Regions from separate parts of the Mus musculus genome. Here all the other regions are linked to region 2. The links are chromatin contacts, called in public ChIA-PET and HiChIP or PLAC-seq maps. All regions are on one chromosome and are shown on one strand. Each heading gives the region's core, a stretch centred on a gene start, on an enhancer-like site or on the middle of the called end of the contact. The rest is flanking DNA. Distances are from core to core; before and after follow the strand shown.

Region 1 (4,639 bases), core at 347-2,846, 120 kb after region 2:
TTCAAAGTCATTAGTGAGTTGGAGGCCAAGCTGGACTATGAGAGACTGTTTCCAAAAAACCAAAGTAAAATAATCAGGGGTTGTGGTGGGATCCTTCATCTCAGAGCCCCCCCCCCCAGCCCCAAATGGCCAGCATTACTAAAAGATATGACACCCAAGGAAAAACAAGTTAACAAAAAAAAAAAAAAAAAAAAAAAGAAGAAGAAGTTGCCCACTTCCTGCCCTAAGAAATTGATTACAACTTGTGGAACCTGCAGGGTGACCATAAAAAGATATTTTTAGGCAGAAGACACTCTGTAATCAAAAAGACAATATCCCAGCAGGGGCCAGAGGTGCACGCCTTTAATCCAGGCAGAGGCAGGAAGATCTCAGTGAGTTAGAGGCCAACCTGGTCTACAAATGGAAAGCCAGATATCCTTTCAAAAGAAACAACAGCAACAACATAAGGGAAACATTCAAATTGCAAATCCATGTCCTAGAATCTGATGTGCCCCCCCAAAACGACCTCAGTTGGCACTAAGCCAGTCTCTGAGTTAACAAACTCAGAACAGAGATTCTGTGGACATCGATGTGATGGCAGAATGCAGCAAAATCGCTAAAGCAAGGTCCTCACTCGTGTCTGAGATGTCTCACTGTGTCTATCTTTTGAAAGAAAATTACGTAGCGTTTAAAATCCGACTTCTGGCTCACTTTGCTCACTCACTGCGAAGACTGGTTCACTACATACCTCCTCTGGGAAGCCTTTAACGACGTCAGGACTGCCCCTTAAAGAGGCGCTGCTGCGTATGCACAGCTGCAGCAATGGCAAGCCGACTAGAAACAGGTAAATTAAGACACAAAAAAACCAAAACAAATTTTAAATAATATTCGCCAAGAGGCAGTCCTCCTCTAGTGAAGAGTTTACATAATGTGTCAGAAAACCAAAGAGCTCTGCAGACCTGTCAAGGAAGACACAAGACTTGTGCTGTTCGTTTCCTCGTCACCTCTACTTTGCAACAGCCCCGCAGAAATTGGGAACATAATAAATCCGAACACGTTCACCTCAGGCTTCCCTACCCACATTTACTAAAAACATTAAAGATAAGAGAGGAGAGGGAAAAAGAATCCAGCCAAAACAAACTAAAACCCTGGCCTCGCACTTCTGACTCCAACGTATGGAGTAACCTAACCGAGCAGGGGAGTTTTTCTTCTTGGGAAAGGAGGAAGAAGAAAAAGGCAACTGTCTCGAATGTGCGCCTCGCCCAGCAGTGCCATGACAAGCTCCAAAACTCCACGCTGGCCCTAGCAGCTCCCTCGCGGCCCGTCCCAGCACGGCCCCGCGGCCCGTCCGGTCCCCAGCGCCTGCCTCTCACAAAGGAGAGTGGTTCAGCCCCGAGCATCCCGCACCTGATCACCGCTCGGCGCTGCACCCGCATGGGTGCGAGCGAGCGAGCAAGCGAGGACGTTGTTACCCCACCCACTACCCGCCCAGGCTCCGACGAGGCTTGGTGGAGCCGCGCGTGCCGCAGGCTTACCTGAGCCAGTCCTGCGGCTTCCTTCCCTGGGCAAGAGTTGCAACCCACCGTCCGGGAGAACAAGGCGCCTTCCGGCGGAGCACGGCCAGCCCTCGCCGCAAGCAAGCTTGCTAGTCCTCCATGCGCCTGGGCCCGCCCACCGCCCTCCATCTACCAATGGCGTGGCCGGAGCCGGGCGCCATCCAGGAAGTCTCCGAAGGCTGGGAGGGCCTGAGGCTGGGAAGGGTACGTAGGCAACCGCAGATATGCCTGCTTGGAAATCGGAGCGGGCGGCGGGCTGGCAGGCCAGGCCTCTGACCCCCGCCGCTGGGGGCGCTGCAAACCCGGACAGCACCTGCTACCTGTCTCGGGAGGCCATCTTGGGTCGACTGGCTTGGTGATCTCCCACGATTACGTATAGGAATGTGAAGGCCTTTTTGGAGTTCTGTTGGTCCGTTTTGGTCCAGCCCCTACATGCCCTCCTCTCATGTACTCAGGATGCCTGTCAGTCATGGGGAGGAACTCTGGAAAAACGTTGAACAAGACTGGAAACAAGCCCCACCACCTCTTAAACGTAGGAATGATGCTGGTTTATCAAAGAAGCCAACGATCAGTTTTTCTGAATGCCACTTCTAGGGTGATCCTTGACAAGCAGGATTATCAACACATAATCGACACGGGTTTTATAGCCATTCTACTTGCTTATCTATGCACGTTTCAGATTTTCCAGTATTAGAGTTTTGTTTGTTTTTTTGAGACAGGGTCTCAATATATCAGGCTGGCGTTAAACACAGAGATATGGTATTTGAGGCATGAGCTACCACGCCCTAGACCAGTGTTCCGATTTTAGCAACCCAAAATTCTGAGTCATTTAGTAATATCGGGAGTGAGGAATTTCACTTAAAAAGCAAAGGACCTTAAATTTACCAATAGTTCCAATTACTACGCACGAATACACACTGGGAAACAAGACTTATCAGAGGTACACTGACGGAGTCATTTATTCTGGAAAGAAGCAAAATTTCACCATAGGTCAAACTACACTGAGAAAGGTGTTCCTGCATTTTCTAAAGTTCTGCCGACTACATTTCCATACAAGAAGGGTTTTTTGGTTGTTGTTTGTTTGTTTAAATACCAGTATTAGAAAACTCGAGGAAGCCGGGCGTGGTGGTGCAGGCTTTTAATCCCAGCTCTCGAGAAGCAGAGGCAGGCGGATTTCTGATTTCGAAGCCAGCCTGGTCTACAAAGTGAGTTCCAGGACAGCCTGGGCTACACAGAGAAACCCTGTCTTGAACCAACCCCCCCCCCCCAAACAAACAAACAAACCTGAAGGAAGCTTGAGCAACACAGCAAAACCTGCAAAATTTGTTTTTAAAGAGATTTATTTATTTTTATAAACTTTGCTCTTGTCATTTTCCCTAAACAATATAATTTGTCAACTATTTGCACATCACCCGCACTGTTTTAGGTAGAATCAGAAATGATCGCAGTGTTGAGAACAACGTGTGTAGGTAGTTTGTAAATATACATCTCTGTTCCTGAGGGACTTTGGTGCCCACAGATTTTGTTATCCATGTGGTTTGGGGGGATCCTGGAACTAGACTATCATAGATGGAGAGACAACCATATTTGCTGTGCTACTTCCCTCTGGGGAAACTGAGGTATAGGGAGACCCGCTGACTCCTGGGGCTAACATGAAAGTAGAGGGTCCCTGAACATCAGGCCCAGGGTTCTGACTCATGTGCCTCAGTTTGCCCATAGATTTTCTTTTTCTTATTTTTAAGATTTATTTATTTATTATATGTAAGTACACTGTAGCTGTCTTCAGGCACCCCAGAAGAGGGCATCAGATCTCATTACAGATGGTTGTGAACCACCATGTGGTTGCTGGGATTTGAACTCAGGACCTTTGGAAGAGCAGTCAGTGCTCTTAACCACTGAGCCATCTCTCCAGCCCATTGTTGTTTTTAAAGATATATTTTTTAGATTTTAATGTGTGTGAGTGAGATTTATTAGCCGGGCGTGGTGGCCGCACGCCTTTAATTCCAGCACTCGTGAGACAGAGGCAGGCAGATTTCTGAGTTCGAGGCCAGCCTGGTCTACAAAGTGAGTTCCAGGACAGCCAGGGCTATACGGAGAAACCCTGTCTTAAAAAACCAAAAAAGAAAAAAAAAAAAAAGAGAGAGAGAGATTTATTGCAGGGCACGCCTTTAATCCTAGGATTTGGGAGGCAGATGCAGGCCGATCTCTGAGCTCTGATCTACAGAACTAGTTCCAGGACAGCCAGGAGTACACAAAGAAAACAGTTTTTCTATTATATTTTTAATTTTGTGTATATGTATGTGCATGAGCACTGGTTGGGCCAGAGAGCAGAGATGTGGGTTTCCCTTGGGACTGGAATTACAGTGGACATGTGTGGCAAGGAACTGAACTCTGGTCCTCTGCATGACCAGTTCATGCTCAGCTCCTAATCTATCTCTCTCACCCATCAAACATCGTTAAAATACACTTTTTAAAGAGACATTTCAATGATTAAAATAATTTTTCAAGCAGTAACATAATTGTGCCTATACCTTTAATTCCAGTAGTAGGGAGCCAGAGGCAGGTAGATCTCTGAGGTCAAGGACAGCCTGGTCTTCTATAAAGCAAGTTCCAGGACAGCCAGGCCTACACAGAGAAATCGTGTCTTGAAAAACAAAACAGCAGGCGGGGAGTGGTGGCGAATGCCTTTAATCCCAGCATTTGGAAGGCAGAGACAGGTGGATTTCTGAGTTTGAGGCCAGCCTGGTCTACAAAGTGAGTTCCAGGACAGCCCTAAAAAAAAAAAAGAAAGAAAGAAAGAAAGAAAGAAAGAAAGAAAGAAAGAAAGGAAGGAAGGAAGGAAGGAAGGAAGGAAGGAAGGAAGGAAGAAAGAAAGAAAGAAAGAAAGAAAGAAAGAAAGAAAGAAAGAAAGAAAGAAAGAAAGAAAAGACCAACAAAACCAAAGGGGAAGGGTGTTGTGTCAATATTTTATGAGGAGCTGTGACTATACTGAGCAAATTCTTCCCTAGCTCTAAATACCACTGTATAAATTTGTTAATGTGTTTATGTGTAAATGCACAGAGATATAATCCTAATTATTAATGGTTTCTATAATAAGAGACTAT
Region 2 (4,891 bases), core at 631-3,130:
AACTGGCTGCTCAGCCCACTCTACTCCCACAGACAGATCAGAGAGAGGTAAACAGTCACTCTGCTGAGAGGTTTCTGGCAGAAACCCCCAGGGGAAAACTACAGGATCAACACTCTGTCCTGATTGAGAATGGGATTTAAAAAGTGCTGAGCCAGCTGACAGGCAGGGTTTAGTGAGCCCCACCCAGTACCCCGTGCTTAGAGCTCATAAGTTTTCATTAAAAGTTTTTAAGGGCTGGTGAGATGGCTCAGCAGGTAAGAGCACTGACTGCTCTTCCGAAGGTCCTGAGTTCAAATCCCAGCAACCACATGGTGACTCACAACCATCCATAATGAAATCTGATGCCCTCTTCTGGTGTGTCTGAAGACAGCTACAGTGTACTTACATATATAGTAAATAAATAAATCTTTTTTTTAAAAAAAGTTTTTAAAAGGAGGGCTGGAGAGATGCTTCAACAGTTAAGAACACTGAGTGCTCTTCCAGGGGACCCAAGTTCAATTCCCAGCACAAACATAGCAGGCTAGCAACTATCTGTAATTCCATCTCCAAGGAATCTGACATATATGCAAGCAAAATACTGATGCATATGAAACAAAAAATTTTTAAAGTTGTATTTACTAGCACTGGAGAGATGGCTCAGCTGTTAAGAGCACTGACTGCTCTTCTCTTCCAGAGGTCCTGAGTTCAATTCCCAGTGATCACATGATGGCTCATAACCATCTGTAATGGCATCTGAGTCCCTCTTCTGGCCTGCAGGTATACATGCAGTAGAGCACTCATATGCATTAATAAAAAAAGTTGTATTTGTAGAAAGTGTTTTTTAAAAAGATGTATTTATCTTTTATTTAATATGAGAGTATTATGTCTGCATGAATGTCTGCATATCATGTGTGTACTTGGAGCCCATGGCAGCCAGAAGAGGACATTAGATTTTTCTAGGACTGGAGTTATGGATGGTTGTGAACTACCACGTGGGTGCTGGGAACCAAACCTGGGTCCTCCAAGAGTAATAGGCGCTCTTAATCATTGACCCATCTCTCCAGTCCCTTTGTTTAGTTTTTAAAGATTTACTTATTTATATATATTTTTATGCATGTGAGTGCTTTGCTTGCATGTATGTGTGTGTTCCACATGTGTGCAGTGCCCATGAAGGTCAGAAGAGGACACTGAGTCCCCTGAAACTAGAGTTATAGACAATTGGGAGCTGCCACATGGGTTCTAGGAATTATATCTGGGTTTTCTGAAGCAGCAGCCAGTGCTCCTAACCACTGAGCTGTCTCTCCTGTCCCTACAGTCTTTAGGTGTGAACTTGGAATGATCACGTGAAGGGCAAACTGCCATTTTGCTTTTATTCGTTACAATTTTGTGGGTGGGTGCATGTGCCACACGTGGTACATTTGTGGGGGGTCAGAGGACACCTTTGTGGAGTTGTTTCTCTCCCAACTCTTCTATGTGGGTTTCAGAGACTGAACTCGGGTCACCAAGCTTGCTCAGCTCAAGTCTGAGCCATCCTGCTAGCCTCCAAACTGTCATTTGAAAACTGTCACCACTCTGCTGTGACACACTGACTGGGGGCTGGGCAGTACGGGGAAGAGGGCCCTTGTGAAGTGGCACAAATCTTGTGCGTTCTGGAGAAGACATTGTTGCTGGCGTTTTACAACTCTCACCAACCGCTTTTACCAATGTTTTTCGCTGTCTAGTCCAGTGAACCAAAAGCTCAAGACGAGAATGACTTATCCCAGGTGCTAAGCGAGCTGCAAGTGTCACATGCAGAGACCACACTGGAACTGGAAAAAACCAGAGATATGCTTCTTCTGCAGCGCAAAATCAACATGTGTTATCAGGTGCAGAGCATGGGCCAGGAAGCTGGGCAGCTGAGACTCACACACACCCGGGAGCAAGCATGGCTTGGGGTCTGGGGCTGGTGGTTAGCAACGCGCTTCCTTCCTATGGAGGCGCCTCCGGACTCACTCACACATGCCCAGGCACCTGGCCCCAGAAGTCAGCTAAGGGGGAGCTCATAAAACGGCAAGTGCCAAACTTCTGGGTTCATTTTCCCCCAAAGTCCTAGGGACGCAATTACCCAAGGTGCCACAGGTGCAGCCGCGAGTGAAGGGTCTTAGAAAGCCTGAGCTTCCTTCCTGGGCGGAACCTGCCCTGCTGAGGAGGTCATCAATCTTCCTACTCCAGCCAGGTCCAGTTTTTAGAGTCAGGGCTCTTGGGTTCTGCGACACAGAGAGGAAAGTTCAGTTCTTATTTTGTTTCAGGAGGAGCTGGAGGCAACACTGACAAAAGCTGACAGGGAAAACAGGGACCACGAAGAGAAACTGGAGCGGCTGAATCACCTCCTGGACTTCAAGAACAGCCGCATCAAACAGCTGGAAGGTATTTTAAGAAGCCACGGCCTTCCAACATCTGGCAAGTCTTAGTACTTTGTTTCCATCTTGGGTGATGTCATGTGACTAACAGCGACCCAATCCTCCTGACTTTCTCTCTTTCTGCTCTCATCCTCTCTCACCTCATGGTTGGTTTGTAACTTCCTTTCCTCTTCTGCTCAGTGCAAATCTCTGATTTTTTTTTCTGGAGAATTTCCACAGGGCAGCCGTGCTTCCGGGTGGTTGGAAGAGTGTCATTGAGGGTGACTGACCCCAAGGCTGGTGAATCTCTCCTTTCCTCTGTCATTTTGTGAATCTGTGCGTATTAGCCTACGGCAGGTCTTGCCAGGTAATGCACCCTTGTCACGCATTTCCTCTCATCTTTTCCTGAGATCTCTCTCTAAAATCTTTGTTGAGATTTAAGGACGTAGGCAGAGGCAGGGCAGGCGTTGCCAGTGTGTTCCGATGGTCACTACAGAACAGGATCCACTCTCAACCTTGAGTTTAAGAAGTAGGGTTCCTCACTATGCACTCGGGAGAGAGACGACTCACCCTAGCAAACTCACCACAGTCTGAGACTTAAAGCAGAAGGCAGGGCACGACATCAGCACACATGGAGCTCAGTGAAGCGGTGCTCCTTTCTGGGAAGAGCAGGTTCCCTCATGAGCACAGCCCTAGAGTACAGGGAAGTAGTGGGGGTGGGGGGCGAGTTTACCACACCCTGAGTCTGGTAAGACTGCTGCCAAATAAACGGGCAGTCCTCCCTTGCACTGAATCCTCATGGCTTAGACTCAAGGACTCTCAGGGTAAGCACCCTTACCTACATCTGCGGGTTCATTTGTTTTCACTTTCTGTGCAGATTCCTGCCAAAGCTGAACAGCTTTCCCACGCATACCACTTAGCTGTACTGTTTTTTTTTTTTAAGATTTTATTATTTGTTTAAGATTATTTATGTGAATGCGCCATTCGTATGTATATGCCTGCAAAGGAGGACATCAGGCTTCCTTATAGGTTGTGAGCCACCACGTGGTTGCTGGAATTGAGCTCAGGACCTCTGGAAGAGCAGCTAGTGCTCCTTAATCGCTGAGCCATCTCCGCAGCCCACATTATTTCTTCTGAGAATTGCCTATCCCTACCTCTACCTTTCCCCTATGATTTAACGGTATCTCTGATTTGTACTTCCTTATATGTAAGACTATTAGCTTTGTGTTGTTAATGCCAATTTAAACATATTATATTAAGTCATGTCTTATCTATCTATCTGTCTGTCTGTCTATCTATCTATCTATCTATCTATCTATCTATCTATCTATCTATCTATCTATCTATCTATTTAGATTCGTCTCTGTGTAACCCTGGCTGACCTGGAACTTGAACTCACAGAGATCTGCCTAAATCTGCCTCTGGAGTGCAGAGGCAGATTGGCTGCTTGGCTAGATCAAATCTTATAACTGAAGAAAACATCAATTAGCTGGGTGAGGTGGCACTTTGCCTTTAATCTCCAGAACTTGGAGGCAGGGGCACACAGATCTCTATGAGTTCAAGGCCAGCCAACACAATGAGACTCTGTCTAAAACAAACAAATACAAAACAAAACAACAAAAAGGAAAATATTAATCAACTAGTGTTCACAGAACTAGTGTTCTGTGTTACTTTTTTTTTGTATTATTTCCCCCCTCTGGCTGTCCTTGAACTCACTGTGTAAATCAGGATAGCCTTGAACTCAGGATAGCCTTGAACTCACAGAGATTGACATGCTTCAGCCTTCCAAGTGCTGAGATTACAGGTGTGAACCACACTGAGCCTCCTCCCTGCCCTGTCATTTCTCCTTTGTCCCCTGCTTCCGCCACTGTTTTCTGAGCTCTTTTATGCAATCCAGGCTAGCCTCAAAATTGCAATTCTCAGGCCGGGCGTGGTGGCAGAGGCAGAGGCAGGCGGATTTCTGAGTTTGAGGCCAGCCTGGTCTACAAAGTGAGTTCCAGGACAGCCAGGCTATACAGAGAAACCCTGTCTCAAAAAAAAAAACAAAAAACAAAACCAAAAAAAAAAAAATTGTAATTCTCTTGCCTGTTTCCTGAGTACTAAGTGTACAGACATTCATTACCATCCCCCCTCCCCCGTGGGAACATCCCACAGACACAATTTTATTCTTTATAGAAACAAAGTCATTCCCTAGCACCTTCCCTTGTCTTTGTCCCTAGCAAAATAAATAGCTGTCCCTTTAGAGTGGTGACAGAAGTCCTGGGGGGTTCCAGCAGAGATGAAGAACTTGCTGGAAGGCCTTAGTCCTGGCTCTCAGAGTCAGCTGTCATCCTCCTCCTCAGACTCTCCCTCAGACACTCCCTCAGACTCTCCCTCAGATTCTCCCTCAGACTCAGGCGCACTCTTGGGCAGGTCATTGTCCATCTGCTGCAATCTTCCGGACTGGGCATCCCATGTGTATTTGATGGTCACTTTGAATTCAGTCATCTCATACCCAAACAGCCGCAGGACACGGGCCTGCTCTGGGGTCAGCT
Region 3 (4,482 bases), core at 418-2,917, 120 kb before region 2:
ACACTTTAATGGCTCTTCAATGCAACAATATTTACTGAGTGCTTACCAAGCACCCGGCGCTGTGCTCGACACTGGGGGTATGCAGAGAGAAGGGGATGTGTTACTTTCTCTCGGCACGATTATAGCCCAAACAGTAGTTGCACACTCCTAAGTGGCATACTCAGATTTAGTCAATATTTACTCGATGATTGTTCACGTATTTAGCAGCATGAGATCTTTCCAGTAATCCTCTCTCATATAACCTCCATTTACAGAAAAAGTAGGTTCTCTCCTTCCACTGACCTGCAAATTCAGGGACATCGTAAGGCCTCTATCTCAACCTTGCCATTAAATAAAATCGACTCTCTTGGTGATTGAAAAGACAGGAACTAGGCACAATTTGTCTGGTTCCCTTTAAACTTGGGTCCCCAGTGCCCAGGAAATCAGCATGGATACAGTGCTCCAGTGGTGTTGGCTGGGCAGTAGGGCAGAAGTGGCTCATGAGGAAAGCTAGTTTTCTCCCCCTTCCTCCTGGGCCTCCGCTCCCTGGGATCTTCTGGCTCAGTTTCTTTTATTTATGGTGGTTATAAATAATAGCCACCTCCTTCTGTGGTGTGTACCGGGCTAAGCTAATTCCTATGCATTTTCTCTTCATGCTCAAGGCAACCCCTTGAGATTGGTATTGTTCATTTCCTTTTTACAGATAAGGAAACAGATTAAGCAACTTGACTGAGGTCAGCCAGATAGACCAGGGACCCAGGCACAGGGAGTATCATCTCGAGACCTCAGGCTCTTTCCTGTACTAGCTCGGTAAGGTATACATTCAGGCCAGCTGGCTCTCTTTCTTAAATGTGGAAATAAATGTTCTCACCTTAGCTTCTGGGCAAGCCCTGTGGTAATATGTACAGCAATCACATACAGCAATCACATCTGTACATGACCTTCTCAGCACCATTAATGGCGCCCTACCCACCCAGGAATCAACTTCCCTTTGGGGGAGGGGGAGATTGTAGTTAGTTCTGATTATCAGGGAATGAAGTGGAGTTCAATTAGGTAAAATAATGTAGCCAAGGTCACGGTCCTGAAAGGGTGACAGAACTGCGATTCTAGCCCAGGCCTTTGGAGACCTTTGTAATGCAAAAATATTGTTGGTATAGATCTTTTCCAAACCAGCACCTAGGTACCGGGTCTTCACTGGGTCAGAAACAATCCCCAGTGTACAAGGCTTTCCCTCCCTTTAATCAACTAGTCAAAACCCTGGGATGGATCCTTAGTGTCACCCTTAGAAAAAAGTGAGGAAAAGAAACTGCCCAGAGAAACCAGGGGAGCGGGGATGAAAACTGGTCTGGGAACAGGGTTCCCAGTGGAGCAATCCAGACAGTAACACAGACTCTCACTAGGGCAGAATGAGTAACTTGAGGAGGAAGCCAAAGAACAAAGACTGAATGGAAATAAGGGAGACTGAGGTCTAGGACGATTTTGTCCAGAGCGATGAAGTAAGTGAACCCTGAGGAAGGGCAGAAAGAGGGCAATAAAGGGGGACTACTGAGGCAGGCTGGGTGGCCGGCCAGTGGAGTGAGCTGAGGCTCCTGTCTAGGAAGGCCACTCCCTGAATCTTTAGGCCCTCATAGTGACCTTTGCCCCACCACACCTCAGCTCTCTGACAGACTATGTGCCAGGAAAAGACTGTCTGCTCTGAGCTACCAGGCCCCTAAGGAGTACTGTGACCCAGCGGAGTTGCAACCCATTGGAGTGACCGCTTCAGGTAGGTGTAAGGTTTCTGGGCCTCAACCCTGAATTAGGAGTGGGCAGAGGGGTCAATGAAAGAGATGTTGTGTGTTCCCATTTCCTGAAAAGCCCCATAATGAATTTTTTGCAGCCTAGGAAATACCACTCTTACAGTCAAGCGAGCAATGGATCAAAATGCTAATCAGCCAAGACAGGAGAGACCCAGCGTTCGCCTGGAAAAGCTACAGCACTGGGCAAGACACAAGCAAAGTGGACGCCTACTGGTGCTGGCGGTGAGGCCAGGTTGCCCCGCTTCAGGTTTTCGCTGACTGTACACAGTTCAATTCCACTCATGTTCAGTGAGCACAAACCATGCACCAGAAACTGTGCTGGGGACTGGGGGTGGGGGGAAGAAAGAAATGTACAAATTAACAAAGCAAAACCCTTCATTTCCAAGTAGCTTGCCTTTACCTTTGGGGAAAACATGAAGGTAAGCGAACTATAAAATGAGACAGAAAGAACAAAGGGGCATCTCATTTCTGATCTCACTTTTTAGCTGGGTGTGGTGGCGCACGCCTTTAATCCCAGCACTCAGGAGACAGAGGCAGGCGGATTTCTGAGTTCGAGGCCAGCCTGGTCTACAAAGTGAATTCCAGGACAGCCAGGGTTACACAGAGAAACCCTGTCTCGAAAAACCAAAAAAAAAAAAATCTCAATTTTTAGTCTGCCTTCGCACAGGTACTTTACTAAGCATTTATCCTAACTAATGATATCTAAACGAGGAAAATACTGTGCAGAGGGAAAAGTCCCCAGTAGTCCCCTCTAACTGCCCTGTCTGGCTTCCAGGTGAGCCAAGTGTGGCTGGCAATAGCTATGGTCCCCTTTACTATCTCAGTTTCCTGCTTGACCTCTGCCTGTCACCTGGTCACAGCACTGCCACTTTGGCCCGGAGCCTCGGTAAGACCCACCATAGGGAGGGTGAGAGAAAGGTTGGGGGGGGGCCTCTCTAACAAAGCTAGAGTTCACAGTTTGCCCTTCTAACCATTTAGGGCCTCCTCACTGGCATTATCACCCTTGAACTCCGAAGAGCACCTTGCATCTGGAAGGTGAGACAAGAGAATAGAGGCCTCCTCCCATTCTCCCAGTGCACACACACACACACACACACACACACACCTCAACCAAAAAAGGGATTTATCCTCTCAGGTGTCTGTCCCTGACTGAAGCAATTAAGTAAGAATGTCAGAAAGCTAACCATCCTGTTTGAAAGTAGGGAAATAGGAGCAGACATTTGTTAGTTGCTTGTTTGGTGTGTGTGTGTGTGTGTGTGTGTGTGTGTGTGTGTGTGTGTGTGTGTGAGACTGAACCCAGAAACACATGCGCAGTAGGCAAACACTAGCCCTGGGCTAAAGCCTCAGCCCCCACCCCCATAAGTTACTCAGGATGGTCTTGAACATATCCTGTAGCTCAATCAGGTCTTGACCTTTTGATCCTCCTGCCTCAGCCTCCCAAGTGTCGGGGATTACAGGCCTCCACTAGTCCTGTGCCTGAGTTTTGTTTTCAGCTAGGTCGTAGGTGGAGTTTGAGTTTGCAGTGAGTCTCCCAAGCTGGTCAGGGCTGAGCTGGCTCACTGGTAGGTGCGGGCCATGATGATATCCAACACCTTCAACCTGATCTTGGGCTTCGTTGCGGTGGTGATAGAGGTGATGAAGACAGCCTTGGGAACTGCCTCTATGGACTCCTCCCAGGTACTGGTAAATGAAGGCGGAAGGGCAGAAGAAAACAGGGGCTATACCCACAAAAGCATCCTCACCCTACGACCTGCAGTCGACAGGGTTGCTGGTGCTGGAGCTGAGCGCGGAGGCCTTCACCCTAGCGGGAGTGCTGGTCTCCACATATGCCCTGTTCTTGCTGAGCCAGAGGAAGCCTGGATACTTCAAGAGGTCAAGGCTGCAGTACCGGGAGCTACAGGAGGTAGGGGGTACAGGGAGGAAAGCATGAAGCAGCCAGCTTCCAGCTAACTTTTAATCTGGCTGTCCTTGTCTGTAGGCTTAAGAGCACATAGTAGGGCCGTAGGGAAGTGAAGGGCTGAAACTGATTGGCTTTCTGGCATTGGACGTTAGTTCCCTAATGATGTTTGTGAAAGAATTGGGTATTTAATGACTGGAGCTACACGCGTGCATAAACGTTAGGAAGCTGCCATAATGTACTATTGGAAAGACTGGAAAAACTGGAAGGGGGTTGCTTCTACCCGGGGTTTCCCCTTGGTTGACCCCAAAATTTGCTCGCATCTGTTTTCAGGGCCTCTCTGAGATGGAGGAGGTTTCTGGTTTGGAGAATGGTCCCGTGGTGGCTAGCACAGGAAATAGGACGGATGAGTGAGTGGGCAAGACAGGTGCCACTGTCCCCCTACGCCAAGGGGGACATCTCCAGGCACTTCTGCGTCTTGCACCTCCCTTGGACTATAACTGGACTTCCCCCAGAATGTGCCTGAAGCCCAGAGTGCCCTCAATTTCCCCTCAACCCAGGCCCATTTCTCTTCTCTTCCCCACTAGAGGGAGATAATTTCTGGACTAGAGACCTCCCTCACCTCACGCCTCGTCAAGCAGCTTCCTCCCTTGCATTCTTCGACTTCTTCCTCCCTGCCTCTCCATCCAGCTTCATTTCACATCTGCCTCCTCTCACTGTTCACCTTTCACAATCCCATCCACTCCAAGCCGGGTTGCTGCACCAGCCAACCCAGAATCCGCGTCGGTTGTGCTCCAGGTCTCCCTT

What was found. ChIA-PET counts read pairs in DNA pulled down with a chosen protein or histone mark. HiChIP or PLAC-seq counts read pairs in DNA pulled down with a chosen protein or histone mark.
Region 1: a contact with region 2 is called in an H3K4me3 HiChIP or PLAC-seq map of bone marrow-derived macrophages, with 2.0 times the contacts expected there. The contact joins the promoter of Chd8 here to the enhancer-like site in region 2. A contact is called at or near these places in 1 of 484 Hi-C or Micro-C datasets (nephron progenitors), 4 of 115 datasets of contacts at active chromatin or transcription factors (the 230-238 cell line, bone marrow-derived macrophages and embryonic stem cells) and 4 of 9 other capture datasets (adipose tissue, embryonic stem cells, liver and 1 more).
Region 3: a contact with region 2 is called in an RNA polymerase II ChIA-PET map of memory CD8 T cells, with 49 read pairs. The contact joins the promoter of Tmem253 here to the enhancer-like site in region 2. A contact is called at or near these places in 2 of 39 promoter capture datasets (embryonic stem cells and macrophages), 7 of 115 datasets of contacts at active chromatin or transcription factors (double positive thymocytes, effector CD8 T cells, embryonic stem cells and 1 more) and 3 of 9 other capture datasets (adipose tissue, liver and pancreatic islet).

What each region holds. Positions count from the first base shown.
Region 1 is chr14:52,256,164-52,260,802 of GRCm38.p6, forward strand. It overlaps Chd8 (chromodomain helicase DNA binding protein 8), which reads right to left and starts at 1,597. Exons shown (of 38, transcript NM_201637.3): 1 at 1,515-1,597.
Region 2 is chr14:52,138,856-52,143,746 of GRCm38.p6, forward strand. It overlaps Rpgrip1 (retinitis pigmentosa GTPase regulator interacting protein 1), which reads left to right. Exons shown (of 25, transcript NM_023879.3): 12 at 1-47; 13 at 1,701-1,844; 14 at 2,268-2,418. It also overlaps the pseudogene Gm18976. Among named protein-coding and RNA genes, the nearest start is that of Rpgrip1, 30 kb to the left of the region's middle. Within about 2 kb of position 1,881, at least 111 of the 459 cell types and tissues checked have an H3K27ac peak or open chromatin away from gene starts, as enhancers often do. A contact at or near this core is called in the 230-238 cell line, bone marrow-derived macrophages, double positive thymocytes and 2 more, where this site is marked.
Region 3 is chr14:52,015,198-52,019,679 of GRCm38.p6, forward strand. It overlaps Tmem253 (transmembrane protein 253), which reads left to right and starts at 1,668. Exons shown (of 7, transcript NM_001033805.3): 1 at 1,668-1,744; 2 at 1,859-2,000; 3 at 2,554-2,664; 4 at 2,757-2,813; 5 at 3,345-3,455; 6 at 3,535-3,681; 7 at 4,009-4,482. The coding sequence starts at 1,893. The coding sequence ends at 4,089. The region is part of intron 1 of Zfp219 (zinc finger protein 219); the gene reads right to left.